Linked DNA regions of Mus musculus: regions 2, 3 and 4 are each linked to region 1. The links are chromatin contacts, called in public Micro-C and promoter capture Hi-C maps. All regions are on one chromosome and are shown on one strand. Each heading gives the region's core, a stretch centred on a gene start, on an enhancer-like site or on the middle of the called end of the contact. The rest is flanking DNA. Distances are from core to core; before and after follow the strand shown.

Region 1 (7,849 bases), core at 3,752-6,251:
ATGAGGATCAGACAACTTGGAGTCCGTCTTCTACCACCTGGGGCTTGAGGGTTAAGCTCAGTTCCTCAGGCTTGGGGGACCTAGTTCATTTCCCCCCAATTTTCTAGGCTTATTTCCAGCCCTATGTTCCTTCTTCCCACATTGAATTGCTTAGTCTGAACACCATCCCTTAACCCTCCATCTCTGCCACACAGACACACAGACACACACAGAGACACACACAGGCACACACAGAGACACACAGACACACACACAGACACACACACAGACACACACACACACACACACACACACACAGCCGAGCTTTGTTGCCTTGGAGCCTCAGTTCTTTCCTTCCTTCCTGTCTATTGCGTGAACTCACTGTTAGAGCAGAATTCAAAGTCTGTGAGACTTCCCTAGGACTCTGCCTATGCTCTCTGCTACCAGGAGACTGTGTGTGTGTGTGTGTGTGTGTGTGTGTGTGTGTGTGTGTCTCATTAGACTGCTTCTAGCTTTGCCACAATTCTTTTGTTATAATTATGGGTGCATAATTTTGCCTACTAGATTGTAACCTTGAAGAGGCAGAAACAGAGTGTCAAGGAGATTCATACAGAGCCTGGAAGGGTCAAACGGATGACAGCATCAAAGTGATGGGTACAATGATTGGCATCTTGAGAACCTTTTCTGAAACCAAAGGGAAGAAACAAAAAAGGAGACAAATTAGCAGCCCAAAGAGTGGAGCAGTCTTAAGGAGGTCTAAGGGGTGGGTTTTTTTTTTCTTGTGCTAGATGGTGTGAAGTCTTTGTGGGCGGGTGTGAAGGAGTTCCTGGCTTTGCAAAGAGACACAGCCTTGTTTCCACCTAGACTCAGTCTGAATGGTCTTACCTTGTGTCACAGTCCATCAGCCCAGCAGAGCAAAACTGGGGTCATCAGCCTGAAGGAAGTGCAGAGAGAGGCTTGCTGGAGTGGATGCAGAGTTTTAAGATTAGTTTAGGACAATTTAGGAGCTGTTCCAGTTGAGGCACTATGGCGGCCATGCAGTCCTCAGCCTGGATGACAGGGGTGGTGACTGAAGCACGGGACTCCATTCTTGTTCTAGTTGGCATCCTGTGTTAAAGTGGCTCTATGGGTCCCACTTTTTCCTGGTCGTTGGTATAGCCACTGGAGGATGAGAACAAAGAGCATGGCCTATCATGTCACTATCCTGCTGGGAGCAGGCCTTGGCCTTGGATCCTGCACTGTACCCCAGGGGCTCAGTCACTGGTCCCCCGATAGATGATGAAAAATGTAGAGTAAGGATGATGAGCAGAAAGAGTCACTCAGTGTGGCCCCGGTGGGGAAGAGGAACACAGAGGTCAGATGGACCACATCCCCCTCCTTTGGCCAAGTCCATCTTCTGGGTCTAGACATGAAGCTTAGCTCTAAAACAGCCCTGGTCTAAGTGTGGTCCTGTCCTTTCTCATTGCCTGGGCTGTAGTATTTCCTTCAAGGTGGTCTGACAAGCTGTCAGTATCGTGTGAAGTTTCTTTCTGAGAGACAAGTTTCTCCTCTGCCTGGCACCATTTCTAGTCTTTTCCTTCTCCCAGTATAGGATTTCCAGGGAAATTCCAGTACCATGGAATCTATTATTCCAATAGTTCAATATCTAAAGGGAGGAGCACAATTGTCTCTTTAGAAAATCTCCATTCCTGCCACGGTAGTTACACTGTTTGGGCTTTTTTTTCTGTTCTAGACCATTGGTCTAACCTTGTTGTATCATTTCATAACCTGTGAAGCATCCTTAACAACCAGTCTCGGATGATGCCTCAAAACAACAAGAATTACAGCACAGTTGACAGGAACTGAGAACGGTTTAAGGAAAAACTGGGTCAACTGGAAAGGGCAGCCGGTACCACAGGAACAATCCAGTGGCTACTATCACCAAGGGAAGGACACCACACCTCCCCCAGTTCCCACCCAACATCCCTTGCTGTTGGATACCCACTGTTTTTGTTGCTATGAACAATTCTAAATCTGTCTCTAAATCTGCCACTCACCAAAGATGCAGAGTTTTGAGAGAAGTGGGAAGCGAGTAGAGCCCAAGACCTATGACCAGTCCTGGCTTCTCCAGGCAGGGAGCAGTTAGATGCTTTCCTACGCCAGCTTCCCTCCTCTCGTCAGAGAGGCGCAGAATGAGGGGTTTCTTAGCAGAGTGGAGGTTTAGATGATGGTGGCAAATGCGATGTAACAAAATGTCTGCCGGCCTTCAGTCCTTCTCCCCTCTCAGGCTGGTGCTCTTCTCAGGCTGGTGCTCCTTCCTGGTTGCTCTGTTTTGCTGGCTTGTCAACCATGATCACAGTCAACTGAAACTTCAGAGCCATCTTCTTGTTCCTGTTCTCCTCATGAATAACTCTCCACAGATCTGTCTCTCCCCACCCCCTGCACCTCGTCACCATTGCTGTGTTAGAAAGATTACCTTGGCAACAGCATAGAGGAGAGAAAAAAATTGGAAACTGGGAACTCGGTCTTCTGAATTCGAGGGATAGAAGAGACTGTTGAACGTGTCCACTGTAACAGTCTCCCTGACAATCTAGTGTTAGATTCTTATAGCATTAAAAATGAGCACGACATAGATCCTGGTATCCTTTATCTCAGCTTTTGGCATCAGTCTGAGGCAGCACCGTGGCTGTCATATGCCCACATGCACACACTTGTGTGGTGCATCCCAGGCTGAGAGCCTGCTGTATTCCAGGACATTTATTTTAAAGCCGAGGAGACCGAGGGCAGGAAGAAGGAAGGGAGCCAATGAAAAGGCCCAGGAACAAGATCGGAGCTGGCATCTGGGCAAGTGATACTCAGATCGCTTACTTTTCTCTGTGGAAAAGAAAAATTTCTGTTTCTCTTTGTGTCCAAGAAAGCAAGCTACACTGTTCTAGGCTAGCAGTGAACAGGCCCTTCAGACTGAAGTCCTATTGTGTAAGCAGCTCACAAGAAGCAACTGTTTCTAATGGTGGCTGCTTCCTGTCTAAGTTTCACCACGCTGTGATGAAACACCATGACCAAAAGCAATTCTGAGAGGAAAGGGTTTATTTGGCTTACATACCCTGAACTACAATCCACTGAGGAAGTAAGTCAGGAACCCAGATGCAGAAGCTGATGCAGAGGCCATGAAGAGTGCTGCTTGCTGGCTTGCTCGTCATAGCTTGCTCAGCCTGCTGTCTTATAGGACCACCAGGTCAGGGTCATACCACTTACAAAGGGCCAGGCTCTCCCGCTGTACTCACTGCTTGAGAAAATGCTCTACAGGTTTGCCTAGAGCCTGATCTTATAGAGGCACTGTCTCAACCAAGGCTCCCTCCTATCAGATGACTCTAGCTTGTGTCAGGTTGACAGAAAACTAGCTAGCATACTCTCTGTACCACAAGCCTTCCTTGTCAGAACCAGGTAAAATGTCCCTGGGTAGGAAGTGAGCAAGTGCCCGGATAAAGGACAGCCCATCCAAGAACTCACTTCTGTGTCTGGCAGTATTCTGGCTGTCTGGGCCTTAGGCTGGGCCTCTGACTCTCTGGACATGATGTTTAGTTACTCACTGACCCTTTGTCAGTTGCTGTCTGTCCTTTACTTCCAGGTTCTCATCCTAAGGCTCCAGTCCCCCCCACCCCAACTTGGATTAATCACTCTGCTTTGAATCGGTTACCACCAACTGTGGACACTCTCATGACAACCTGGAGCTTCTAGATGCTTTCTTCTACATACAGTTGCTTAAAAATAATGTCTTTACAAAGCCTGTGATTTTCCATAAAGATAACATCTTGGTCCAAATGCACCTTAAGGTAAAAATAATAAACAAACAAACAAACAAATAAATAAATAAATAGGCAACACCCCGAGACTTGTTGTAGTACAGTCATCTTTCCATCAGGGGGAGCCATTCTTTTTCCTAAATCCTCTGTATCCAGAAAGGAAAATCACAGCAAAGTCTCAACACCTCTCCCTGGCTTAAACAGGAATGATGTGGTCAGAGCTGGCCGGTAGGAATGAACTCTAAGATCCATGGGACAAAGCTTATAGGAAGAGGGGTTGTGTGATGGCAGGTCAGTTTGCAGAAGTCACAGCTGCCAGCTAGGTGAAGAGATGAGGAGAAAGAAATCATGCAGTGGGCTTATGGAATGAAGAAGTGGGTGGGAACAGGCTGGAAATAGAGCCATTTTGGCCAGAAAATGACAAGACTATAAGTTAAAGATGCCTGGGCTGGGAGCGTGAGGACCCTTGAGATGGTTCTGTGAATAGAATGTGGGAAATAAGGGCTGTTTTGAAAGGATGGAGACATTAGGTTTGTGCACGGAGCATGCAGATATCCATAATGATAAATTCAATAACTCTGAACTGCAGATATTAGTGTGGGCTTTCATGGGGAAGAAAAGAGGAGACCAGGGAGTCATATAGACTGAGAAAAGAAAAGGCACAAGCTTACACAAGAGTATCTACATTTAAGTATCAAACACAGAAGTAATCTGAGGAGCAGGGTTTGTGTAATAAAGTATGCTTTTTTTTTTTGCCCCAGCCAAGGGAGGGGACTTCATAAAGGGATGTGGAGAGAGAGGGGCTGAAATGAGGGCTGGTCAGGTTGTTATTTCAACAATCACTCAAGACTTTTGGTCATGATAGGCCTCATGCTAATCACAACAAGCTGCTATGGCCCCGAGGAGAAAGCCCTTACCAAATGAAGTACTTCGACAAGTTTCTGGATAGCTCATATTTATAGTTCATTTTATAAAGTTCAGGGTCGCTCAAAAATTCCAAATAAATTCTTTCAGTCTCTCAAGATTCAGTGCTAGAAACTACAAAAACAGGAGGGCGGGCTGAAAGACCAGATATATAAAGAATAATCATTAAATATTAATAAGCAGTCTCCTCCTGCTAAGCGAAAGGCCCTAGGAGAAATATCCCCAGGCGGACTAGGTTCCCGCCCCCTCATGAATATGCAGATAGCTGTCCGCCGCGCACTGCCCCGCCCTCTACTCCTCTCCCACCGCAACCGACTCTCCCTTCAAACGGGAAACAAGATGGCGGCGGCAGGTCCGAGCACTCGGGCTTCTTCCGCTGCGGCCGCGGCAGCTCTGAGTCGGCGGGGCCGGAGGGGCCGCTGTGACGAGATGGCGGCAGCGAAAGCCGGGGCTCCGGGCCCGGCCTCCAGCCCCGCGTTGTTAGTGTTGCGGTCAGCGCCACGGCCGGAGGAGTCGGGCTGCACCGGGTGCCTGGAGACCCCGGGGGAAGTGGCGGCCCTGCCGTGCAGCCACTCGCGGTGCCGAGGCTGCGCCTCGCGCGCGGCGGGCCCGGGCTGCCGTCGCTGCCGTCCCCGCGGTTCGGGCTGGGCCCGCCGTCGGGCGCGCGACGACGGCCAGGCCGCCGCGGAGCTGATGGGCGAGCGCGCCCGTCGTGGACAGCCAGAACCCTGCCGCCCGCGCCGGGACGGGGGCGCGGCTGCCTCGGGGCCCAGGCCGGAGCCGGAGCCGCTCGCGGAGCCAGGTGGAGCCTCCCCTCGCCCCTGTGGGCTTCAGCCAGGCCCAGCCGCCGGGTCTGGCCTGGTGAGCGGGGTGGAGGGTCCCGGGCTCTGCTGCCGCGGGTGTGGAGAGTTCTGCTGGGGTCGCGACCGGGTTCTGCCCAGGCGCAGTATGTGTTGGTGAAGGTTGAACTTTGGAGCGAACTGTACGCGTGTTGAATTTGGAGGGGCAGTGAGGGGACCCCGCGCCTTGCGTAAGTCAGAAGTTTGGAAGGAAACAATTCCTGGAACAAGTTAGGGGCATGTTGAAGTTGGTGCGTGGAGGGGGAGGGGCCCTGGAGGATCCCAGCAGCGCTTGTTTCAGTGTTGGGCAGAGGGCTTGGGGTCGCGCGGTCTAGGAGGGATGTGTCTTCCAGGGCTGGAGAGAATGAGGTGTGGGATATCCCAGGCTCAGGGGGAGCTTTGCAGACTTGAGAGCAGAGTGGGTTTTGAGGATGAGCTCTCGTGTGAAGTTCTTTCTCATGCTATCTTGGGAAAAAAAAAAAAAAAATATATATATATATGCATGCTTAGCGCAGAGCTTGCCACACAGGATGAGATAAATGCCATCTATTTTGGTGATAATACTAATCATAAACGTTAGTGGTGCTTGATGAAGAAAGCTGGGTGGGATTTAAGTTTTGGAGACAAAGATTGGTTTGGCTGGGGGCTGTTTTCTGTCTTTCTATGTAAGTTTCATCTATGATGCTGGCAACTTAAAGGTCTGTTGTAGGACTCTTGGCCTGAACTCCTTTGCCTTTCTCACCGTCGGCAGCCCATCACTTGTTGGTGCTGAAGTCTGAGATAGAAAATTCCGTTTGTAACATGAACCGAGACCTAGGCTTCTTTGGTGCAAGCCTAAGCAACATACCTACAGCTGAGATTTTCAAGAACCGTGAATCAGGAAAAGCCATTTGCTAGCCCTTTTATGTTAGGAATTCTGCCTTACGTCGTTTTCAGCAGAAGGAAGGCATTGCTTTGTGTGTATATGAAAGTGCAGTTCCTAGAAACTGTAGAGTCCAGAATGCATCTATTTTTGGTTCAAGCAGAGACACCTGCCAAAGACACCTTGTTTTTCAGTCTAAGGGCTGAGATGCTCTGCATTTTACTTTCTGCGTTTCTTGTTATCCCTTCCAAAACCATCACAGTGCTCTTGGTTGTACCTTTATTTCTATTTTATAGGTGAAACTGAGGCCCAAAGAGATTAACTAACTTGTCTTATGATGAAAGTACAATTCCATATGATTTTCTCAATTTAGCTTGCTTTAATTTCTGAGATTATAAATATAAGCAATTTCTCTGGTCTCCCTACTACATTGACTATATGGTCAAATAGAATAGCAGTTCTCTTTATATATCTCTTGGAGCTGTTATGAAACATCCACCTTGAAATTTGAATTATGAAAGAATGCATTGCTTATTGATTTGTGTAAACTTTTCCCACTAAAAGAAATTTGTTTAAATAAAGGATAGGCTATTAGTGATTAAGGACATTTACCTAAAATGAGAATCCATAGGACTTGTTAAGTTACTTAGTATCTTTCAGTTATATGTGGGTCATAATGAAAAGTATTTTCCCTAAATTTACTTTTTGGATCATTGCAATCATATGTTTGTCCAGCTAAATAATTTTAGAAGAATAGAAAATACTGCCGAGCCAGTCATGGTGATGCAAACTTGGAATCTCAGTATTTGGGAAGTGGACTCTGGAGGGTCAGAAGTTCAAGGTTATTGGCATCATGGGAAGCCATTTAAAAAACAAAACTTAAAAAAAAGGAATTGCTGAGTAGGGCTTGGAAACTATCTTTTAGCATTGGTAGGTATTTACTGAAGTTATACACAATCTATTTTAATTAAAACTTTAACAACGGGGTGGGGGCAGCAAGAAGTCACCAGCAGTGCCAACCTAACAGTGAGTTCAGTTCAGGACTTCCGTAGTGAGGGCAGAGAACTGACTCTGAAAAGTTGTCCTTTGATCTCCACATGTGTGTGGTGGCATGTGCACCTACCTCCCAAAATAAATAAAGAAAAATGTAATAAATACAATGTTGAGTGTGTTAGGGCAAGCCTATAATCCCACAATTGGGAGGTAGAGACTAGAGAATAAATTCAAGATCCTTGAGTACATAATAAAATCCAGGCCAGTCTGGGCTACAGGAGGCTCTGTCTCAACAGAACAAAACCAATCTCAACAACCTTGTATCACTCGTGAGTTGAGGGAAATGGGAGAAAGTATTCATTCGGTGAATGTGCTTTCTTCCCATTTCCAGGGTCACCGGTGTTTTGTTTACTCTTTCACAGTTTGTGCATCTGCATGAAATCCAAATCAAAATAAAATACATATTTGCT
Region 2 (7,849 bases), core at 2,845-5,344, 800 kb after region 1:
GCAGACAAGCTATCACAAAATTCTAAGGGTGCTTAGATGTGTGGAGAGAAAACTGGAAGTTAATACCAACTACGAGCCCCAGCACCCACTGTTCTACAGAGGCGAAATCCCAAGTCAGTGTTCTCTCCTCTTTATTTTTATGTGTGTGGCTGTTTTGCCTGAATGTATGTCTGTGCACCATATACATGCTTGAATGAAGCCAGAAGAGTGGATCTGATCCCCTGGGACTGGAGTTCTGCTCAGTTGTAAGTTGTTATATAGATATTGGGAATTTAACCCAGCTCATCCGTTTTTTTTTAAAGATTTATTTTATTATATGTGAGTACACTGTAGCTGCCTTCAGACACTCCAGAAGAGAGAGTCAGATCTCATTATGGATGGTTGTAAGACTCCATGTGGTTTCTGGGATTTGAACTCAGAACCTTCGGAAGAGCAGTCAGTGCTCCTAACCGCTGAGCCATCTCTCCAGCCCCCCCCAACCCCCACCCAGCTAATAGTTTTGAAAGGTCAGCTGAGCCATCTCTCCAGCCTCACAATGCCTTCTCTTAAAGTTCTAACTGTGCATCTGGTTTTCCATCTAGATCCAGTCTGAAACAATGGACAGAAGCAGTGACCACAGCCCTAGAAGCCAAGTGATAAGGGAGCTCTTGGACTCCCTCTGAAGCCCTTAGTACATGGTCCCACATTGAAGGGTCTAAACTAGGGACTAGCTTTGTTTTTTCAAGACAGGGTTTCTTTGTGTAGCTCTGGTTGTCCTGGAATTCTCTGTAGATCAGCCTAGCTTCAGACTCAGAGAACCACCTGCTTCTGCCTCCTTAGAGTTGGAATTAAAAGTGTGCTGACCCACAAGGTTCCCTAGATTTGGCTCCTGTTGTCAACTTTCAACTCCACCTCCTCCCTCCCACCTCCCCCCTAACTTACCATCTACATTCCCTTTCCAGCCATACCAGGGCTCCATTGGAACCCATGCTGGAACCTCTGAATATATGCCCTTCCTCTCTGACCAACAGATTAATCTCATATCCAGCAGCAATATTGCCTCATTTTGACTTTCTCATTTATCGTTCCCTGACAAATGACACGTCTATTGGCCAATCTACCGTCCACTGAGCCTCTTGGTTGAGTTAGACCCACAATGGGCATAGACCAAGGGCTCCTGGGCTTGGGTAAATTCCAAGCTCAGCAGAGGCAGGCAATGGCAACCAGGATGGGAGGGCCAGCCTTGGCCTGACCTTACACTTCCCTGCACAACAGCCTGGCCATCCTTTGACCACTGGTCTCATCTCTTGGTTGAGTCTCCACCAAGGCAGGGACAAGTTCTGGTTCTGTGTGTTCCAATCAGTACCTGACCCAGAGAAGGTGCACAGGAAAATGCTGAAGTACACACATGAACTTGGGATCTGAATGTTTCCAATGGGCCTCGTTTACCCAAAGTCCTGCCATTTGTTATCATTAAGATAATGGTATCTTACTCTCCTTGCATAATGGTAACACCCTTTCCATATTACTTTAGTTGATCCATAAGTAGTCAAGATAGGAACTGTCACCCTTTCTGTCTCCTTTTTTTCCTCCCTCCTCCTGTTTCTTTTTTGAGACAGGGTCTCGGCTAACTCAGGCCAGCTTCCAAATCATTACATAGTTGAGAATGACCTTGAGCTCCTGAAGGAGACATCCTCCTCCTCCTCCACCTCATCCTCTTCCTCACTGACCACATGCTCAGGTTATAACAGGTATGGCTAACTTCCCACCTCCACTTTGTGATGAACAACTATCGACTTAGCAAGGACACTTGACAAGTCACTGCTAAAGGAAAGACTACACCCCAGGCTTATAACCTTCCAGATTAATCTCTGCCCATCGGACAGTAGCAGAGGTAAGTGAGTTTTTCATGGGTCCTGGCACAAGGCCTCCTCTACAGAGATGCTCCTGGAGCAGGAATGTGCCATACAGTGACCCGAGGTCTTCCATGCTGTGTGTGTGTGTGTGTGTGTGTATGTTTGTGTATTGTTCTGCCCCCCATATATATATATATATATATATATATATATATATATATATATATATATATACCTCTCTCCCCCCACAGTTGTTGCACAGCATACATCCATCTCGAGTCTCCCGTGAGCATGGCATGCCAGTAGCTTTCCCTTAGTTCCATAAAATGACCTAGGACTACCACAGAGCATCATCATGCCCTAGGATCTTTTTCCTTCTATTTATGGTTGACTCAGTTCTCTGGGTTTGGTAGTATTTTCTCAGTGAGATTTGTGCCCCACCACTCATCATGCAAGTGTTTCTAGGTTTCACTAATGGCATTTGTCACAGGCCCTGGGACTTTCTCCCCTCTTCAGGTAGAACTCACCTCCTTTCTTTTCTGCTCTTCCCCAAGGCCCTATTGACCTAGACCTTACAGTATGCAACCCAAAGGTGAGCCACACCCCAGTCCTATCTTTTTTCTGAAGGGCATACCTTTAACCACTGCCTTTGCTTGAGATTCTCCCACTCACCCAGCTCCCCACTGCAACCTGTCCTCACGTTTATTTCTCATACTCTGTCAAGAGGGATCCTACAATTCATCTTACCTCTTTCGTTTCTTTTAAGGCTCTCCCAGAACCCAGTCCCACCCCAAAGTCTTAAGAGAGACACTGGAGGATTTTCTAATCCCATGTCACTGCAGTCTCCATCTCCCACGTTGCCAGGACTACAGTCTCTATGGTCCTGCCCCAATCCAGACATGCTGACTGATGCTGCCCTTCGGCTTGTGCTCACACCCTCATTCTGCGGAACTCCTCTTCCTCTGTGGGCAATGGGAATGAGTCCCAGTGCCTGTAGTGAGCTTAGTCCATATACCTCAGTTCCTCAATTCTCAAAGCCTCTCACAATACAATCACGGGTGTTCCCGTTTTTACAGATGTGAAAGAAAACTGAAGCTGCAAACTGCGAGTGGTGGCACATGCCTTTCACTCAGCACTAGAGTCAGACAAAGGTGCATCTCTATAAATTCAGGCCAGCCTAGTCTACATAGTGCCAGGACAGCCAGGGCTACAAGGAGAAACCCAATTTCTAAAAAGAGAAAAGAAAAGAAAAACCAAAACATCAACATTCACACAACCCTCAACCCCACACCCTGCCCCCCTCCGGCAAACCAAGCCAAACAAAAGACACCCTGAAGTTGAGGAAAAGAGAGGAAGAGAGGTCTGGAACTGGGCTTGAAGTCCATCACTCACTATGCTTGTAGTATTGCCTTTGTCTTTGGTGTTTGGAGACAGGGTCACTATGTAGCCTGGGCTGGCTTCAAACTCTTGCATACATACAGGAGAGGGAGGGAGAGAGAGAGAAGAGGCGAGAGAGAGAGAGAGAGAGAGAGAGAGAGAGAGAGAGAGAGAGAGAGAGGAGAGAGAGAGAGGAGAGAGGGGAGAGAAGGGGGAGAGAGGAGAGAGAAGAGGCGAGAGAGAGAGAGAGAGAGAGAGAGAGAGAGAGAGAGAGAGAGAGAGAGAGAGAGAGAGAGGAGAGAGAGAGCGAGCTGCTAGGATTGTAGGATTACAGGTAGTAGACTCCATCGCTCTAGGTTCCTTCCTGATAAGACTCAATCACTCCTATTTTTTTGCTGGTAAAAGGAAAGGCTGCGGCACTTGGGTAACTGTCAGGTCCAGCTGTAACCTAACGAATTCCAACACTACTCACTGCAGGCTAGGCCTGCCCAAGGAAAGCACAGCCAAAAGGGACACAGGCACCCGCACGGTCCGGATCGTCCCGCACGTGCTCAAACTCCCTGCCCACGTTCCAGCTGCTGGACCGTACTAACGTCTGAGAGAGAGGCTTGGGAGAATGACAAGGCGGTCGCTGGGGCAACCAGGAGTAGTTTCATACACCGGGACTCCGGCTCCCTTGCCCGTATTCTATAGACTCTGAACCGTACAGTTCAGGCCATGCTGCCTTCCTGGGCTCTGTGCATAGTTTATCGCCGGGAGTCTCACCCCCTACAAGAACATGGCACAGTCCGGGGCGGACCCTTTTGCCCCGCCCTATAGCGTCACGACCCGCCCCGTTGTGAGGTTATAAAGTGCGCGCGCAGCGGCGCTCGGCGCCGTGGCCGCGCTTCGCTGGCTTTCTGCTCATCTAGGGTGGCAGCGGCTACCTACCTCAGCTCTCGCCCTGCTGCCGCCACGGCCTGGGCGCTGTCCCTCAGCTCCCGGAGCTCAGCGCGAAGCCCTGGCCCCGGCGGCCGGGGCATGGGTCAGGGGCGCGGCGTGAGGCGGCTTTCTGCACGGCCGTGACGTGCATTGGCTTCAGCATGAAGACCCTCATCGCCGCCTACTCCGGGGTCCTGCGGGGTGAGCGTCGGGCGGAAGCTGCCCGCAGCGAAAACAAGAATAAAGGATCTGCCCTGTCACGCGAGGGGTCTGGGCGATGGGGTGAGTGTCAGTCATCCCTAGGGCTTTCATCCTGAGGGCACCCACAGCAAGACGACTTTCAGGAAGGGACTTTGGCCAAAGCGTGCTGCCCTGTGCTGGACGGACGGCTAGCTAGTTCAGGTCGGAGTCCCAGACAATTATTTCCAGTTTTTAAAAGGTCTCGCCTTGTAGCCTAGGCTGGCTTCCAACTCTTAATCCTCCTTCCTTGGCATCCCAGGTGCTGTGATTGCAGGTGTGCCACTACAACTAGCTTCTCTTTAGGGGAACTTGACTCTTCTGCATCCTGTCATTTGGTTAAGGATGAGGCAAGATTCATGCTTAGCTCGGCTGGTTACCCAGTTTGAGCCAGGCAACCTGGTATCCTAGGCTAGCCTGGCTTCATTCTCCATCCTGGTACTCACTAATGTTGCAACACGTGTTACATCACTTGCCATCCCCCCAGCTGCTGAGGGCGACACCACCCACTCAGCTCAGTTAGTAGTGATATTTCACTCTCCAGCCCCCAGTACTGATCTACCTCACAAGGTGGAGCAGGATTTGGCTGGGAGGAACTGGATGGGGCAGGGTGGTAAGTAGGGTTTTGTAATCCCCTGAAACAGTCACTGGATGGAGAACATGCCTGCCTGGAACCAGGTGTGCCCCAACTGCCCTCTGCCCCAGCTTTTGTGGGCCAACCCAGACTGTGAAGCCCTCACAGCGCAACCCTGAGTCTGACATACTTAGAAGAGGGGTGGGAAACCCTTGGATTTTTTTCGTTTGTTTAGTCTGTGTAACAGCTCTGTTTGTCCTGGTATTCTATAGACCAGGCTGGCCTTGAACTCACAGAGATCTGCCTAAGTTGATTATCCTTCTAGAAGTTGTGTCTGCCTTCAAGATAGAACCGAGGCCTTCAGTGAATGGGGAAGGGGGGCATACAGTTCAAATCACACCTCAGCCTTTTCCATACAAGGCAAAGCACCCCACGTTGCTTAGCTGAAGCTGCAGAAACTGAAGGAGGAGGAACGAGCTACCCCAGTTTTCCTTAGAAAGGGCAGCGGTGATGCACACCTTCAATCCTAGGACTTGGGAGGCAGAAGCAGGCAGATCTCTTGAGAGTGAGTCCAGCCTGGCTTACAGGATGAGTTAGTTCCAGGACATATTAGTTGTGGTAATCTTGAAAGTTTAGGCAATCAGGAACAAAATAAGATTGCTGGTAAACCAACTATCTAGTGGTTACATCTCTTAGTACATGTTGTATAAAGTCAAGAATATGAGATAGAGATACACGCACACGCACACACACACACGCGCACACAGTTCTAAATTCAGTCTTCTCTTAATGGTACGGCATGAATATTTCTTACCATTTGTATGTCTGCCATTCTCACATGCTGGTGGCTGCAAGCTAACCCATGCTGGGGCTCCATCAGAGTGTTTCCACCTGGCATTGGCACCAGTCCTAGCTGACTGTTGCTATGGTTATCTGCCCCTGGAGAAGTGTTTCCATCCTAGGGGGCAAGCCCCTGGAGCTGCCCCACATACAGCCTACAGCTTCCACTGGCCTCTTCTCAGTGCTTCTCTCTTCCTTGGGCCTTTTGATTCCCTTAACAGGGAAGGACGCGATCTGCCCATGTCAATGCTTTTAAATATTCTCAGTCTCTGGGTAATGGCCCCTGCCTGCGGTCTGCTATGGCCCCTCCTGGAGCTATTCTTCCTGGGCTCTCCTCTGTCTTCCAAGAGCAGGATGCCTGTTAAATTCTTTTTTTTTTTTTTTTGACAGTTTTGTTTTTGTTTTTTAACTCAGAATTTGTCCTCCAGCTCTTGAGCAGTTCTTTACTGTCATAGCAAGAGAATTTCTCCATGTTGATGTTCAATGTAGAAAATACAATGGGGAAAAAAGTGGGTGTGATTACCTCATAGACTGCAACCAGGACTAATATGAAATGCAGACTAGTCAGTTTAACTCTCTGGAATCTACTTTGGTGAAAGACTAGGTGGGGTAGGGGAGGGTGCTCTAGCAAAGTCTCTGTTATCTTGCCATCTCCAGGAGGCCTCCTTGTTCCTCCTTGGTCCTATGGACACTCCCTAGTGGCCTAGTTTGTCTCCTCAGAGCAGTTCCCACCAACCACCCTGGTAGTGGCAGTGTTCAAGGAAGGAGGCAAGAGTATGGACTCTGTGAAGGGAAGTTCCATAATGGGTGAGAGATTGCACTGATAACTTGTTTTATTGTCGAAACCTGGATGGTGTGCATTTGTTGGGAGAGAGGGAGTCTGTTTTTTATTTGTGTGTGTGTGTGTGTGTGTGTGTGTGTGTGTGTGTGTGTGTGTAGTTCCTCAAGACAGGTTGTTTTGTTTGTTTTTTATGGCTGGCTGTCCTGTCACTTACTCTGTAGACCAGGTTGGCCTTACAGAACTACCTACCTGCCTCCTGAGTGCTGGGATTAAAGGCATATGCCACCCCTCCTGGTTCACATTGGCATTTCTGATCTCTGAATGTCTGGCTTAGACGGTGGCTTAGAAGCTAATAGGCACCCGCAGGGCCATCCCTGCCTTTGCTCCTGGATGGGGGGCTTCTCATGGTGGAGCCTTGGCTGCTTGTGACTATTCTTAGTTTAGTCCACGACCCAGCGTGAGGTAGTGGCAGTACAGCTCTGAGCTGGGACATTGTGTGGCTCTGAAGCCTAGGACAGGGGTGGAGTCATAGTTGGGATTTTAATAAAAGAATCCCAACAGCTGTTTATGATGACCGCATAGCTTGGATGGTAGAGATGGAGAACCCCTCCCCTGCGCATATGCTAGGTGGAGGGTAAAACTAAGTGGCTAGATTGTTGCGGGTAATTCTGGAACTGGGGGTTGGCAGTCATCTGACATAGTCCCGTAGTCCTGTGATCGCAGAGTGAGAACCTTGCTCTTGTCCCCGCTCCCTCAGTTCCCTGTGGCTTTTCCCACTTTTGAGTCGCATCTGCTGCCAAGGCTCACCTCGGCCAGGAAAGGAGGGCCAAATGCAGTGCATTATTAGCAGGGAAGTGACTCAGTTGCAAGTGTGGAAATTCTGCTCTGCCTCTACCTTCCTGCTCCTAAATTCAGCCGCCAGTACTTGAGTTATCAAACTACAGTCATCCATGGTGCTGGGTCTGGCCCAACCTTCATAGTACACATTAGAAACTGAGGTCTCAGCTGGGCGGTGGTGGCGCACGCCTTTAATCCCAGCACTTGGAAGGCAGGTGACAGGTGGATTTCTCAGTTCTAGGCCAGCCTGGTCTACAGAGTGAGTTCCAGGACAGCCAGGGGCTATACAGAGAAACCCTGTCTCAAAAAAAAAAAAAAAAAAAAAAAAAAAAAAAAAAAAACCAAAAAGAAAAAAAAAAAAGAAAGAAAGAAAGGTCCCCACGAAGGACTGGTCCAGGAGAAGAAAAGACAAAAGCCAGAACAGAACCCCCGATTCATCTCCATCTG
Region 3 (7,849 bases), core at 3,580-6,079, 600 kb after region 1:
ACAGCAGGCGAGCCATGGCCCACAAAGACCTGGCGCCCTACAGGCAGCAAAGCAAGGAGAAGCCAGCTGCCCTGCTAATGACCCCATCGTGGCCGGGCCAGCTGGCCTCTAGTCCTGCCAACCTGGCCTAGCCCCGCCAGCTCTCAATCATGGCTAATGACCATGCAGCCTGCAGTCTAGGCCACCACCCTCCTTGAAATGACCACAGTGCTCCTGGCCCAGATATCAGCTAGGCCAAAATCACAGCTGTCTGTCCCACCACATCCTTCAGCCCTGTGCTGTGGCCTCTTCTTCTTGCCAGGGTCATGAAGGACACTGCAGAAGACCTGAGACATGGGATGCTGGGACACTGACAAGAGGGGCTGACTCACTGAAAGCAATATACCTGCCAGCCAGCACAGCCCAGGGCCAGGGTTCCTTCCTGGGCTCTTCACTCGGTCCAGCACAGCCATTCCCTGGCCTAGGGAAGAAGACTTGAGGCTAGGCTTGTCACATGCAAAGAATGCTTTCGAGGTACAGGGTGGAGTTGAGGACAGAAAACATCTCCTAAAAGCTGGCTAAGCGTCAGCTTTCATTCAGAGAGGAGCACAGATTCCCAGTTCAAATGGATGCAGGCCTGATTCTCGGTTCCCTGATGTTTAGCTGTTAAGAATTTGGGCAAGACAGAGAGTACCTCCATGCTCTCCAGTTTCCCGGAAAAACCAGCTGTTTTGTAGAGTTACCATGATGACAGTGTCTAAAGTGCTTGACACATTGTGTCGCTCGTCCTAAGTAGTAAGGGTATCAGCTATTACCTACATCGCCATGACAATAGAAGTAAAAGTATGGGCATTTCCCAAACGGTAAAATATTATTACTTTTATCAGTAGATGTTTACTGTGATATGGTAAACATTCATAGATGCCACCCTAGAGGGGTGGGCAATCCAGGAATATTTGAGGGTGGGATCGGTGACCCAATTGGGCCAAAGCAGAGAAAGTGAGAAGAGAGGAGGCAGGGATGTGGCTCGGATTGTCCCACAAGCAAAAGGGTAGATGGGTGTCCACATGTGGTGTGTTAAGTAGACAGTGATGACCAAGGAGCCTGAAGCCCCATTAGTGGCTGACTATGGCTGCCAAGGCCACACCCAAGGCCTGGTCTGGTCTCACTGTCACAGAGGGGCTCTAAACAGAGCCTCCATTTCTCTCCCACCCAATTGCTCAGCCCTCTCTGCATACGAATCACTACCCAGTATTACTGTTCCAGAATTCTCCTCCCTGCTCCACCTACCACACCATTTCATTCCCTAGCACACACTGACTCCCCTGTGTGCTCACACTGAAGCAGTCCTTTACTGTCCACCATGCATGCCTGACATTTTGCTTAGGTGACCCTATGGTCACCCATGGTGAACTTGAGAAACAAGCCTCACTATGCTATGGTCAGGTGTCTTGGCCTCCAGCCTCACTGTGAGCAGGTGGAACAAGCAAAATTCCCTAAAGACTCCCTGGCTGCCCCCACCCCCTCGCCCTTCCCCAACACCGCTGGAATCAGAGACCTGCAGCTTGATCCTAGCTGAGCTACTTTGGCTATTTTGGTTGCCTGTAGGTACCCCTGCCCCGACCCCCAACAGCACAGAGCTAGTGGATAATAGGTCCTTCTCTCCTTGTCCTGTTCCACATCACACACACACACACACACACACACACACACACACACACACACGCAGAGCACAACCCAGACTGAGGCACACACAGGAGCCCCTGGCCTCCTCTGGAGGGGCGGAAGCACAGCAGAGTGCTGCTATTTCCCTAGCCTGCCTCCCAGCGAGGGGAATGATAAATTATTCACTGTACCCTGTGCTGAGGGAGGCCAGACAATGGGCCACAGGGAATGGACACCAGCTCCTGCCCCACAGGAAGCCACAGTGGGTGTGAGGACTGTTAGAATCCAGGGCCCCTTCCCAGTGTCTCCAAGTAGATTAGAGAAGGCTTTGTAACTAGGAGAGGAAGCACAGGGAGCCTTATCTGCCCAGGAACCGAGATGGACAAAGCTGTTGAAGTCTCTCAGCCTGTGACTGCCACCTGTGTGTGTTCTAACCTCAAACAAGTTTGAGGATTTCCCAGACTTCCTGGTCAAAACTCCAGTTTCCTTTCTCCGTAGGGAAGGAACTGGATGGTAGCCAGGCACTGTGTATCTTTAGCTCAGTTAATCTTGGTGGGAGAGCCATTCCACTCTCCTAGAAAAGCAGAGGGCTCAGAGGGTAACATGGCTGCCCGTGACCCCGGAGGCCGAGTAGCTTCTTTACCACACAGCACTGACCACTGGCCACTTAGGCTCCAGTCTGCCGCTTAGCCCACCTGCATCACTTCTACAACACTTCACAGTTGACACTTAAATAGTCCCTGAAGCAAACTCAGCAGGCCTGAGTCAAAGATTTCACCTCTCTGAGCCTCAGCTTCCCACACAAGATAGCCTAAAATAGCAAGCCCATATTGGACAAGCTCCACAACTCCTTAGCACTCAACAGTTTGCCTGTGGGACCCTCTCTTTCCGAGTAGGTAGCACCGTGCTCTGACCCCCATCTTGCAGGTGAGACTTCAGAAGGAGGCTTCCCCTAGTCTCCTGCTCTGCCTCACCGGAGGTTCCCAGCTCTTTCCAGCACGCAGTGAAATGAGATCACAGGTGTGAAATTAGTTCATCAAAAAGGGAGCTCTGTTTAGATGCAAGGATTATTATGAGATCTGAATCCTCAGGCAGAGGTGGGGGAGGGGGAATCCCAAGCCCCTTAGACACCTTCTAGGCTGCTCGAACCCCTCCAACCCCAGGAACAGGCTTCTCGTCTTTAAGACCCTGCTCCATCTCCCAGGGGCTTTCCAAGGTAATTTCCCCACACTCCAGGGAGTCCAGCCCAACAAAGGTTAACCAGTTCCAGCCAGGGCCATAGTGCCCAGACCAAGGCCATATGCCACCCCAGCCCCACCCAGAACAAGAGCCCACAGAGTCCGTGCCAAATGCTCTTTCACAATACCCTCTCCTACAAAGATCCCAGGGCAGCGAGCAGGAGGAACTTCTGCCTGGGAATCAAGCACCTGGACTGTGTGTCCCCAGATCCGGCAGCCCTAACCTTAAGACCTGGAGAAGGTCTGCCCTGGGCCATTTTGCACATAGAGACTGGAGTCAGGCTTCTTTGAGCCCCAGTTCCAACCACACACACTCTCTGCAGTCTCATACACGCTTACCTCAACTGCATATTGGGGCTGGGGAAACCCTAGCCACAGACCGAAAAGGTGTGAACTAGGAAGGGGAGCAGACCCCTTGATGGATGTTTGGAAATCTTTCAGGTCTACTTCTCTCTCAACCACTCACTGGCTTTAGGACCTGGGGTCACTGTGCCCCCCACAAGTCTTCAGTGTCCTCATTAATAATGCCAAAGGAAGGTGGCTGAGTTCTGAGGGACCACAGCTCCAGCTTCCACATGGCTGTGTCTTGGGGACCAATATGGTGAGTCCTTTAACAGATAAAGAGTACTTCAGTAACTTGGGGACATTAACTATGGGAAGCAGGTTGTCCCTCCAGCCCGGACCCCGGGAAGAGATCTTTTGGAACAGGGAAGCCCTGCCTTCAACGCAGGTTCACCTTTCCTGGGAGGTGGCATGCCCATGACCCAAGAGTGGCTGGTAAGAAGGACCTCTTCGGCTTCAGGACCAGTGCCTGGATTTCGATGCCCCAGAGGCCCCCACCCTGCCAAGCTCTCACGTGCATGCAGGCTATCCACTTCTTTTCTTCTCCCCTCCCTCTTTGCTCTTTCTCTCTTTATCTTCTCCCTTCTCCCCAGTCTAATCCTCAACATGGAAGGCAGAGGACCTCAACCCTGCCACGCCTCAGTTTCCCCAACTGTCTGCGCCCATAACAATACACAATAGCTTTTATCTCGGGGTTGCTATGAGCTTTGGATAAGGAACGACTTGTGCAAGGGCGGGGCTCGGACCTGCACACAATGGGCACTCAATAAGTGCGGGCTTCTCTCTACTATCTTTCGCGCGCCCTCTCCTAAACAGTTCACTCTCTGCCCGTGTCCCCTCCACGCCCTCCGCTGACCCGGGCCCTGCCTCTAAGGCTCCCGGGACTGCTCCCGCCGCGCATCCGGGGCTCTCACCTGCAACCTCCGCTCGCTGGAGACTGTGGCAGGAGAAGCCCCTGTGTTCCCCTGGGAGCAAGCACCCCAAGATCCTTAACCTAGGGCGGAGAAAGGTGGCAGCTTCGACTCGCCCAGGGGTTCGGTCCGACTGTTCTGCCTGCTTGGGACCCCTCACGGTGCGCTGGACCCGGGCGGTGCCAGTACAGTTTCAAGTCCGGAGCAGTTCGGTCCAAGGCAGCTGAAGATTTGGTTCTCCAGGAGCTGGAGGCCGGTGGGCGTCCCGGCTCCTCTACACTCAAGTCCCAGAGCTGGGGCCACCTTGCGCCGACCAGGGGGCGGAGGACACTCCAGCAGAGATGGGTCAGTATGATGGGGCCGAGAACGTCCCGTCTCGGAACTCCGGATCAAGGCCGGGGCTCGAACGTCCCAGCAGCTCCAGACCACGGGGCTAGGAAAGTCCAGGCGCGGAATGCGGGGCTCGGACAAGCAGGGCAGGGCAGGGCAGGGCAGGCGGAGCGCCAGCGGCCGGAGCAAGGCGAAGAAGTCTGCCCAGGTCCCGACGCCGCTCACTCTGCAAATCTGGGCGGACCTGTGCCGGCAGCGGACTCCAGAGCTCCGGGCCGCCGCTCCACTTCCTCCTCTTACCGGCTCCCCGCTCACCGCTTGCTCAGCCTCGCGCCGCAGCCTCTGCTACTGCCGCTGTCACCCTAGCCGCCCACCCCCACCCGAGCTGCAAACCGAGCCGAGCCGAGCCGAGCCGAGCCGAGCCCTGCCGAGACAGCTCCGGAGCGCCTGCGAGCTTGGCCCCTCCCCTAAAGGGTGGGACCAACAGAAACCCCGCCCCTGGCCGGGCCGGGAGCAAAGGCGGGGCGTGAGAGACACTGCTAGGCCGGTCCCCGGCGCAGTTGGGCAGCAAGAGCCAATGGGAGAGTGGAAGAGGGGTGGAACTCTGCTGAGCGTGGTCTGGTGCCGCTGGAGAAGGACAATGAAAGCTGCGCGTAGCAAGCGAGCCAGCCGCCTGGAGATCAAGATGGTGGGCTCGGGGGCCTGGGTTGACTGTGACTGAGCACGAGGCCAGCAGTGGGAAAGGGCGAAGCATGGAGGAGGCGAGGTTAGGACTGGGATGTCCCTGGATGGCGGAACCTGGGGCGTAGCGTGATACAGCCAGCCTCTTGCTCCTCCCCGCTGCTAGGGCTCCTTGCACTGAGTAGCATTTGGGAGCAGTGCAAGGCTCTGATTTTAGGAAGCGATGCAAAAAAGTTTGTAAAAATAAAAAGCAGATCTGTTTCCCACACTTCCCCTTTCCCAGAGTTCTGCGGCTCAGGGAGGAACGTCGTTATCAGTTTCAAAAATATGAGCGGAGGTGTGTGAGGACAGCTCACTTCGAATCGTGACTTCTGTCGGCTGTGCACCTTCCCCACCCCTCCCTGTCTTTGAAGTATCCAGCGTCCTGTGTGAGGCACCGAACAGGAGTGAAGGGTTTGATATATGAATGAGTGTTGCGAGTGCGCGTGGGCAGGGCTTAAGTCACTAATTGGCTTGGGGAGCCCTAGGATGAGGCAGCCCAGCCCAGGTTCATCTGCAAGCCTCAAATCAATTTTCTGCGTGAAACCCCTTTGTCACTGCTGTGGACCAAGACTGTAGGGGGCGCATGGTGTTTTCCAGATTGCTGTTGCTGGTATAGGATTCTATCCACCAACTCTGTGACATTCCTGGACTAGACTGGCTCTGGAAGATGGCTTTAGCCTCCTAAGGCGATGCCAAGGTCATCCTTGACTACACAGTGAATGGAAGCCAGTGTGAGCCTGTCTCACAAGACATAATAATACCACCTTAAAGAAACTCAAGACACTGCAACTTGACAGTCGAATGAGTGAGGAACCACATGGGCTTAGAAGACCAAAGGAATGGCTTTCCTGACAGAAACAACAGCACTTACAAAGGACACCTCCAGAGATCTCTGCCTCGTATTGGTTAGCAGAGGCTTCCCTGAGCAGGTTACAGGCAAACTGAGGTCAAAAAAAGCTAGCAAGGTTAGTAGGAGTTGACCGTGCTCCTGAGAAATCCTGGCAGCAGTAGAGCAAAAGTCAAAGTGGGAGATTCCAGCGAGGCAGGTAGAAGGGAGTTCAGACTTATCCAAAGGACCAAAGATCTCTTAAGATCCTCCTGAGCCCACAGCCCAGCTGGATGCTGATGAGATCAAACTAGGAGGAGCTTGGAGTTTGGATTCCATTAGCAGAGGGCTGTGAGAAGTTTTCAGCACACTGTCAACATGATGGAGTTCTGTAGGGAAACAAGTGTCCTTAAAACACAGCGCCTAGGGGAGTGGCAAGGGCCTGCCTGAGGATTGAAGCTATCCATATCACACTTGGTAAGGGTGCCAAGATCTCGTATACCTTCCCCTTGGCCAAGAACCGTCAGCCTTCAGTTGTCAGCCCCACGGAGCCCTGAACTCTTAGCCTGCTATTGTAGCTCCTTGTCTTTCCACCTCTTCTCCCCCCCCCCCTCCCTCACACCTCTCTCAGATTCGCTAACAATGAACATCATCCCTACACAGTTCCTCCGAGTGGCTGCCCTTATGGTCCTCCTGGACTGTCGTGAATCCCACCTTGAGTTTATTCCTGCTCCCCTGCAGGACTGAGGTGAGAGTTGGAGAGCCAGTGCTCATCAGCTTGCCTGACTGCTGTGTCCTAGAGCCTTGCCTAGACTCAGTAATTGAGTCACAAATGTCACCTTCTCTGAGATGCCATCCTGAACTCCCAGGCAGCCTTTAGTCTGATTTGCTTACATGGAAGATTCTTTAAGAATGTTCATGCCTCATTTCCCTCCCCCTTCATGGCTGGGAGCTACTCTGTGGATGTATGTCCCCACCCACCATGGCCCTTGAGAGACCTCAGCGTTAGAAGATGAATGAATGAGGTTCTCAGAGTAGAGCTGTCTGGCTGTTAGGACAGCCTCTTCAGGAGGTCAGATGGACAGAATGTCCAAAAGAAAAAAGCTTTTCAGAACACAGCTTCCTCGATGACTCCTGAGGCCCACTTAAGGTCAGCAAGTGGTGAACGGCTGCTCAGGTCTCAAAACACCCACGTTTGCCCTCTGGCTGCCCCTATGGAGGAGAAGGAGTTTTCTGATCTGGGGCAATCTGGCCTTTTGTGGTGAGGGAGGCCACAGAGTGACAGTGGATGATTGGTGGTGGCTTTGTCTGGGAGGCTGTCAGTGCATGGCCTGGCTTGGAAGCCATGCCTGGAGGCTGACAGGAGACAGTAGCCTTCTGTGCACCCCACGGCTCCTGAGAGCCTTGTGCATCTAGCCAGAGCGATCTGCAGATGCCGCTCCGCAGTGTCCGTGCAGAGGGCACTTTGTGTTCTCGTCCTAGATGGACACTCGCTTGCAGGCTGACAGTTATCAGTCACTTTGCATTCCTTCTCTAAATAGGCCACCTTGGTGTATAAACTCTCTTCACTGGATAACTTTGCACTCTGTGCGTGATGGGAAGGCACCGTGCTCGGTGGTGGCAGGGGTGGGGTGGGGATGGGTGGGTACTAAGACTTAACAGGCAGAGGTGATCCTATCCTTGTGCAGCACACTGTCTAGAGCAGTTGGTGGGCTCAGCTGAGCTCACTGCACCTGCAGATTCTGGATGCCTTTCCACCTTGGTCTCTATCTCCACCAGTTCAAAGTCTTTGCGTGTGTCCCTTTCCACCAGGGGAATGCCCCATCCCTAAAGGC
Region 4 (7,849 bases), core at 2,042-4,541, 510 kb before region 1:
CCTCAAGGCACCAAGCACATCTCAGGAGGGTCCAGGATGAAACCAGGAGAGAGCTCCAAAAATAGTCAAGTAGGGTCTGGGAAGCAATTCCTGCCAAGGAACTGAGATTCAGTGAAGAACTCCTCTCTTATTTGGTATAGGGGGTGTGGCTCAGGGTCACCCTCGAAGCCACCAACCAGCTCCTGATCTCCTGGCAGAGACTGCAGAGGAAGGCCCCGTTCCTGATCTGTGGGACTTATCCCAACGGCTGACTAGGACAAGACTATCAGAGCAGGACCTGGCAGGCAAACCCCTCAGTCTTTTGCTCTGGGATCCTAAACAGGAGAGGTCCTGTCTGGTATGTAATTATGAAGGGAGACATGAGACACCTTGATGAATTCCATCCTAGCAGCCCCCACCCAGCTTGGGCCCCATTCAGGTTTACAGATGGACGCTGCCTACCCCTGCAGGCTCATGGCCAGGCACTGGGCAAGGCACCTGGCCAGCCAGGTTGCCTGTTTGTTTTCCTCCAGTGTCGGGAAATGCTCAGTTATCTGTGGTTCGATGGGAGGCACAGCTCACAGCTATGCAGAAAAGATACAGGAAACGAAAAGGTCCATTTTGTTCTTTGAGCTGGAACACCACCCTCCTCTAAGGCCTAGGAGGAAGTGAGCCCAGCACCCAGCGGGGGTGGGGTGGGGTGGGGGTGGGGAGGGTGAACTGCTTCTTCTTCTTCCCTAGTTTCACTTCTCCGCTTTCATTGGAGCAATCGCTCTGAGCCCATCTTGATTGGCTGCCTGTGTTGCTGGGGCAGAGGAGGAAAGCCCTAGCGGGTGGAGGGAGGATGTGGCGGTAGTCACCTGTGAACACAGACAGCCATGGAAACAAAACAGCTCACCCAGGCTGGGACAAACAGGGACATCAGAGGGACTCACCATGACAACAGGCTCAAGGGCGCCTCTAGGAAAAGCCTGACTTCAGTCAGGAGTCTGGGCCCCTGGAGCTCAGGGAGAATAGGAGTCAATGTCTAGGTGAAGGTGCTCCCTGACTCCTCACGGGGGAGTCTTCTCCCAGGTAGTGCTCCCCACTCCGACTCCACTGAGAAATCCTGACAGCAGCCTGGAAGGCACCTGCCCTCCCTGGGTCCCCGTTAAACGGGAGAGCTCAGAACCATGTCCACAGGCTCACTGTCTGCCCAGCCCCGCGGTGCCTCATGTCTCCCGGTTTTTCTCAGTCTCGGGCTCAGATAAGGCCCTTCACAATGGAAGCCCTTTCTGACCAATTAAACAGTTCTGAGACGCTCTGGGCAGACCTCCTCTGTAGGTATTAGTGCATGAGTCTGATGCAGGCCTGTCTAATCATGAGCTAAGTGGTAGAATGTTGTGAAGTCCAGAAAGACGAGGTCTCAGTTGCTGCCAGATCAAAAACATGTGGCTCAGCTGCCAGTTGCTGCCAGATCAAAAACATGTGGCTCAGCTGCCATTGTGAATGCAGCGTAGGGTTTGCCAAAGGTCGGGTCCTCGAGGGTTGGGACCAGAGGCAAAGATCACCTGTACTAAAGGTTTCTATGACTAAAACGCAGGCCTAGAAAGATAATCCTGTCAGGCACGGTCTGCATCTAAAGCTCCAGGGCAGCCGAAGAGAGGTCCTGAGATCCCGACCCAAAATGAACCAACAAAAACAGAATCCACTTTATAGGACCGGACAACCACTGGAGGCAATAAAAAAACAACACCCAATTTCTAATCTCATTCACAGGGACATCAAAAGCTAGGACAAAAGAAAAAAAAAAAAAAGAATGGAAGCTCAGACCAGCAAGATGGCTCAGTGGGTAAGGGTGCTTGCCATTGGGACACAGATGGTAGGAGGCCTGAGTTGTCTTCTGACCTTCATGTGCGTGCCACAGCACCCGTGTGCCTTTACATAAACGTGCATGCACACACATGCACACGTGAGCACACACGTGAGCACACATACACACCACATACACACACACCATAACACACACACACACACACACACACACACACACACACACACCATAAGCTTCTGCCCCAGCTCTGCTGTTGACTGCCAAGGCCACCTGGAACCAGTCCCCACCCCACTCAGGTTCTCCCCTTATACACTGGGGTCCGCCATCTTTACGGGCCAGAAGGTGATCAGGGATGAAGAAGGGGATTGCTGAGCTGTGAAGAGGCTCTCATCAGGGTGGGAGGAGGGGAATTTTTATTGTCTTGCTGAGCAGCCCTAGGCCCCAGGCCTGAGAGAAGGCTTCCTTAGCCGGGACTCCTTACCTGGAGGCTGCTTTGAGGTCTCAGGCTGAGGCCTCCAAGGTCAAGCTTCTCTAAAGGTGTCTCGTTCTTCAAAGCTGCCGGTGGCTACCATGGCCCGATCCCCTCGATTTTCCATAGAAAATGGCTGGGAGACGAAACACTTAAAGTTCATACTATTGTGTCCTGTGGGGGAGAGGAAGGAAGCCAAGTTTAGAAAGGAAGATTGTCTTTGCAGGACCACCGCCCTGCAAGGAAGGGTCATCTGTCACACAAGTCCTTTCAGACAGCCTTGCTGGGAGGGACCCATGCAAGGCTCAGTTCTCACTCAGAGCAGCCAGGGTCTAGGGGAAGAACTCAGGAGTCTTTACTCCCACACGTTGGCTCACTTCCAAATTTGTTTCTCAGACAGTTATGTAGACAGGCAGCTGTGCTGTGCCTGGGGGATACAGTCACAAAACTGTTGAGTGGAGCATTATATCTATTTGTGTTGAATCAGGATAAGGCAGGTCCAGTCTCCCTGTGTCCCTACTTCCACCTCCGGCAGGCAGCCACATAAGATAGTGTAACAAAGGCCAAACAAACTCCAAGGCTCCTCCAGGCACAAACAACCCTTGATACAAGAACAGGCTTTAGGGCACATGGCCCAGAGCCTCCTGGTGACAGTCATTCTGATCTTCGCTGACGTGAAAGCCCCTTCCCCCACCCCGCCCGGGTCAGGCTGGGAACATCGAGGCTGAGGGGAAGAAGTAAAGAGATGAAGGTTTTAACCTTCGACCAACTGGACGTCAGAGGCAAATAACAAAGGGCGTATTTAGGAGGAAAGAAACCTAGAGAGGGCAAATTAGGACTCCAGGGAAGGGAAAAGAAAGAGAAAAGACAGATGGAGTGGGAGAGAGCAGGTGCGGCCAGCGAAGGGATGGGGCACGCTCACCGGACCGCAGGAGAACACAGGAGTGCAGAAGGCTGTGTCCGACGGCGGGAGAGTGGTGGCTGCCCAGGAAGCTGGCGACCCGACGACACCGAGGGCGGAACTGACAGTAGCTGCGAACCCGCGCCTACAGAACTTAAGTCTAGAGGGCGTGGTCGGGGCGTGGCGTGACGAGGCGGAGCCAGGGCGGCCCACGCCCCCGGGTGAGGAGGCGTTTCCATCTGTGGTTGCCTGAAACCCCTAGGTCCCCCCAGAGGCTCCAGTCTCAGATCTTCCCCTTCTATTCCCGGGGCAGACAATCTCTTTGTGAGGACAGGCAGACTGACTGGCCAGCTGCTCTGGATCGCGACCCCTTACCCCTTCAAGTCTCCCCTCCCCCTCCCTGCAAGGCACCTGGGGACCGGGCGGAGCGCGGGCTTCGGGGACCGGAACAAACCCGGGTGTGGTGACGGGGCAAGGCTGGCGTTCCCGCCTTCTGCCGCTCCCAGTCAGGTCCCGGGGGACACTGGCACCTAACGGCTGGAGTGGGGCGAGAACACCTGGCCTCCCCTCCCCTCTGCACCGAGTGCAGCCAGGCTGGCGCCCCGCAAGGAAGAGGGCAGGGCAGAGCCTCGCCTGTTGCACTCCAGCCCAGCGAGGACAAACTCAGCAGGTGGACGGGACCTCAGCGAGATAATGGCCACGTAGGAGTGGGGGACGTGAAAGCAATACTTGGGCCCTGTGTCGGGGACTAACGTGCATTGTGGGGGTAGGAAGCAGGTCTCAATTTGCCTCAATTTGTGTTCAAGCTTTGGTACTCTCCGTCGGTTTCTTCTTTTGTTTTTATCCTCCTTAGCCCCGGAGTTTTAAGAGATTAGATCAGGGCGTGGAACCCTTTTTGCTTGCCTAGGAATTAGGCGCCCAAGAGCAGGAAGCCGGGGACCAGGGGTCCGAATATACTATAATAGAAGCTCAAGTAGGTTTGGGCTGCTGTGGAAAGTGCAGTGGGAGGAGGGGGCTGGGTGAACGTTTGTGGAAAGCAATTACTATGCATCAGGTAGGCGGCGCAGGCACCTAACGATAATCTTTCCAGGTCATCATTAACCATTATTTTCCAGAACAAGAAAGTGTGAGAGGCCCCAGACCTTAATAGGACCCCAGACCTTAGCACATCTGACTCCATGATGGAAGTACCATTCAACTGTAAAACTCAGCACACAGACAGAACCATCAATGTCCATCGTTCTGGAAAAATCTCTAAATGTACTGATCTTACCTTTTGGCTTCTGTGGTTCCACTACTGGCTAACTTGTTTTGTTAGCTGAAGTATGTCACCCTAAAACATGGGTTTTGTGCTTAAAAACGTACCCAGGAAAGGATCCTGAACACCCAGTGTGGCTTTATTAGCCAGCTGGCTTACTTTAAACAAGACTAGATAAAATAAACCTTCACTATCAAGTGGCAAAACCCCATAGCTGGTGGGTGGATAGTGATCCCAACATAGCTGGTGGTGATCTTACAAAGCTGACAGTACTCTACTCTGCCCATTGCTCACTCGCAATGCACCCAATAAACCACTCTTTTAAAAAATTGGTGAAGGGGCTGGTGAGATGGCTCCGTGGGTAAGAGCACTGATTGCTCTTTCGAAGGTCCTGAGTTCAAATCCCAGCAACCACATGGTGGCTCACAACCATCCAGAATGAGAGCTGACACCCTCTTCTGGTGTTTCTACAGTGTACTTATATATAGTTATAAATAAATTTTTGGACTCGGAGCGAGTGGAGCCGGAGTAAGCAGAGGTCCTGAGTTCAGTTCCCAGCAACCATGTGATAGCTCACAACCATCTGTACAGCTACACTGTACTCATATACATAAAATAAATAAATCTTTTTTAAAAATTGGTCAAATAAGAATTAAAAGATGTGGGGCTAGAGACAGCTCAATGGTTAAGAGCACTGACTGCTTTTCCACAATCATCTGTAATGGGATTTGATGCCCTCTTCTGGTGTGTCAGAAGAGAGTAGCAGTATACTCACATATATAAAATAAATAAATCTAAAAAAAAGAATTAAAAGATGCATTTTCTCATAGATGAATGTGTGAATTATTATGGGGATGGCTAAAACTCTATTCAGTATACTACACTGCATATACCACTACTGAAAAATAACTTATAAATTATTTAATATAATGTAATATTTAAAAGAAATAATAATAATTGTAATTATTATTTTCTGAGACAGGGTTTCTCTGTGTGACAGCTCTGGCCGTCCTGGAACTCCCTCTGTAGACCAGGCTGAAACCTTGAACTCACAGAAATCCACCTGCTTCTTCCTCCCGAGTGCTGACATGAAAGGTATGTGCTGCCACTGAACTGTATTGTTTGTAGATTTATATTGATAAAACTCTTGATTTAAAAAAAAATGGAGAAGTAGCAAATGTAATTCAAATAGCAAATGAATTGTTAGACTTTGGATAAATGTAAATGCAGAGAGGTGCTAGAGTGATGGCTTTGTGGGCCAGAGAGCTTACTTTGCCATAATGAGAATCCAAGTTAGAGTTCCCAGTGCCTGTATACATAGCTAGGCGTGGGTCACCGGTGTGCTTATAAGCCCAGTACAGGGGACGAGAGCTGGCTGGCCAGCAGAGCGAGCTGAAACCACATGAATTTGTATTAACACTGTCAAAAAAAAAAAAAAAAAAGCCAATGGTTCAGTTTGCAGCTCTCCGCAGTAGGTCCAGCATCTCATCCGTATGCATTTACTGCATTGATACTTTAGTAAGACTTTTCCACATAAAGAGCTGAGCTTAAATCTTCATTCTGGTTGTGGGGGTTTGGATGAGAATGGTCCTGGAGGCTAGTGTGTTTGAATAGTTGGTCCCCAGTTGGTATTTGGGATGCATTAGGAGGTGTGGCCTGGTCTACATAGTGAGTTACAGGACAGCCAGGGCCTACACAGTAAGAAAAGAAAGAGGTTTGCTTCCATCCTGTGACTCATCACTGTGAGCATATCAAATCATGATGCCCAGGATAATAGATAAAAACATATGCATTAACAGCTAATAATGAAACATATGGTAAATAATGATGCCAACCTTAAACTACGTCTGCTAGTTTCTCAAGTTTAAACTCTTTGGGCACTGGAATAAACAGGTGAGATGTGATTCCCGCATAAAGCTACACAGCGGAGCCCTGTTCAGATGTGAAAGAGCCATGAAGCAAGCCGTGAGCAATGTGTATGTTTGGTGTGTACGTTTGCCTGTCTTAGTTTTGGAGCAGGGTCTCACGGAACTTGATTTGACTAGCTGCAGTGTCCAGCATAGCCCAGGCACCCTCCTGTTTCTGCCTCCTCAGCACTGAGATTATGTAGTTGCTAGGGTACTGGGGATCTGAGCTCAGTGCGCCATGCTTTTGCCACAAAGCATTTTACTGACTCCCCAGGACCCCGTACTTCTTTGTGAAACAGAGTTTTATGTAGCCCAGGTTTGCCTGGTGCTAAGAAGCAAGAGCTGTAGTTGAGCCACCAATATGGTTCTCTTCTTCTAATGGCTGAAACTGTTGGGTGCAGACATTCAGCTACTTGGTCAGTAGCTGCTCAACTCTTCACCTAGGTTGGCCCCATAGTGGTGGTGGCATTGGAGCAAAGCAGGTGCTTTCATCAAGGTAGGCAGAGATCAAAGCCCAGTTGGAAGAGCTACTGCTGTTCCCAAGTCTGGTAGACACGTGAGCCTTGTTGCTGTTACTCCTGAAGTTAAGCAGGTGGTGGTGGTGTTCAAGGAGTGTTTTGTGGGGGACCCACAACTGCTGTGGTCCAACCATTCTTGTGGAGACCATAGGAGCTGTCAGTTGCACTGTCAATCCCTCCTCTTAGGATTCCCCGGATGTTGTCATGGCAATCTTGACTGCTTTTAAAATCTGGGAGACCCTGACCCATCCTCAAATGCCCTGTGGCATATATACACAACAGAAAGAAATATTGCATATTCTTTCTTATATGTGGATCCTAGTTTCTCGTGTGTGTGTGTGTGTGTGTGTGTGTGTGTGTGTGTGTATGTGTGTGTGCATGTGTGCACCTGGTTCATGCACCTGCATTCATGGGATGGTGAGGGTAGGAGGTATAAGATTGGTCTAGGTAGAAGTATTGGTCTATATAGCAAGTTTCAGGACTTAGAAAGACACAGAACAAACAAACAAATGGGAAGAAATGAAAGAAAAATGCCAATGGTCTTCAATGCTCTACTGTGTCGGTATTGTAGTTGAATTTAGGTTCAAACTAGTTTATTTCTGCTTGATATACTAGAAGAGTTTTGAGCAAAATCAGATTTCTTTTATTTTATTTTATTTATTTTAAAGTGTGTATTGTGGGGAGGGGACATGTCATGTGCATGTGAGTGGCGGCCAGAAGCACTGGATATGGATTCTCTATATCCGGAATCACAGGCAGTCTTGCCACCTGACGAGGATTTTGGGAACTGAACTCAGAATCCCTGCAGGAGCACTGCGTGTCCTGACTGCTAAGCTGGCTCTCCAGCCCCTGGATTTCTTCGGGATGGCTGGACTGAGCATAGTCACATGAGGGCTGCTGGGTCCCAGAGCTCAGGAATCCAACTCCCTGGGTGGGCCTGTGTGGGTGAGTTCACATCAGCTCCCCGAGGCAGAAGCTGAAGCCAGTATTGCAAGGGAACAGAG

What was found. Promoter capture Hi-C pulls out the DNA fragments that hold promoters and counts their contacts. Hi-C and Micro-C count contacts between places; a contact is called where the count stands out from the background. Capture Hi-C pulls out chosen DNA fragments and counts their contacts.
Region 2: a promoter capture Hi-C map of liver shows a contact between it and region 1, with 2.9 times the contacts expected there. The contact joins the promoter of Dgat2 here to the promoter of Rnf169 in region 1. A contact is called at or near these places in 1 of 39 promoter capture datasets (liver), 1 of 115 datasets of contacts at active chromatin or transcription factors (pancreatic cancer cells) and 1 of 9 other capture datasets (liver).
Region 3: a contact with region 1 is called in a promoter capture Hi-C map of pre-B cells, with 4 times the contacts expected there. The contact joins the promoter of Gdpd5 here to the promoter of Rnf169 in region 1. A contact is called at or near these places in 4 of 39 promoter capture datasets (hematopoietic stem and progenitor cells, hippocampal neurons, liver and 1 more), 2 of 115 datasets of contacts at active chromatin or transcription factors (bone marrow-derived macrophages and pancreatic cancer cells) and 1 of 9 other capture datasets (liver).
Region 4: a contact with region 1 is called in a Micro-C map of embryonic stem cells, with 5 times the contacts expected there. The contact joins the promoter of Ucp2 here to the promoter of Rnf169 in region 1. A contact is called at or near these places in 4 of 484 Hi-C or Micro-C datasets (all in embryonic stem cells) and 1 of 115 datasets of contacts at active chromatin or transcription factors (memory CD8 T cells).

Annotation. Positions count from the first base shown.
Region 1 is chr7:99,977,610-99,985,458 of GRCm38.p6, reverse strand. Rnf169 (ring finger protein 169) reads left to right here and starts at 5,001. Exons shown (of 6, transcript NM_175388.3): 1 at 5,001-5,487. The coding sequence starts at 5,025.
Region 2 is chr7:99,178,958-99,186,806 of GRCm38.p6, reverse strand. It overlaps Dgat2 (diacylglycerol O-acyltransferase 2), which reads left to right and starts at 4,094. Exons shown (of 8, transcript NM_026384.3): 1 at 4,094-4,415. The coding sequence starts at 4,295.
Region 3 is chr7:99,378,498-99,386,346 of GRCm38.p6, reverse strand. It overlaps Gdpd5 (glycerophosphodiester phosphodiesterase domain containing 5), which reads right to left and starts at 4,829. Exons shown (of 18, transcript NM_201352.3): 1 at 4,139-4,829.
Region 4 is chr7:100,488,800-100,496,648 of GRCm38.p6, reverse strand. It overlaps Ucp2 (uncoupling protein 2 (mitochondrial, proton carrier)), which reads right to left and starts at 3,291. Exons shown (of 8, transcript NM_011671.5): 1 at 3,184-3,291; 2 at 2,274-2,435.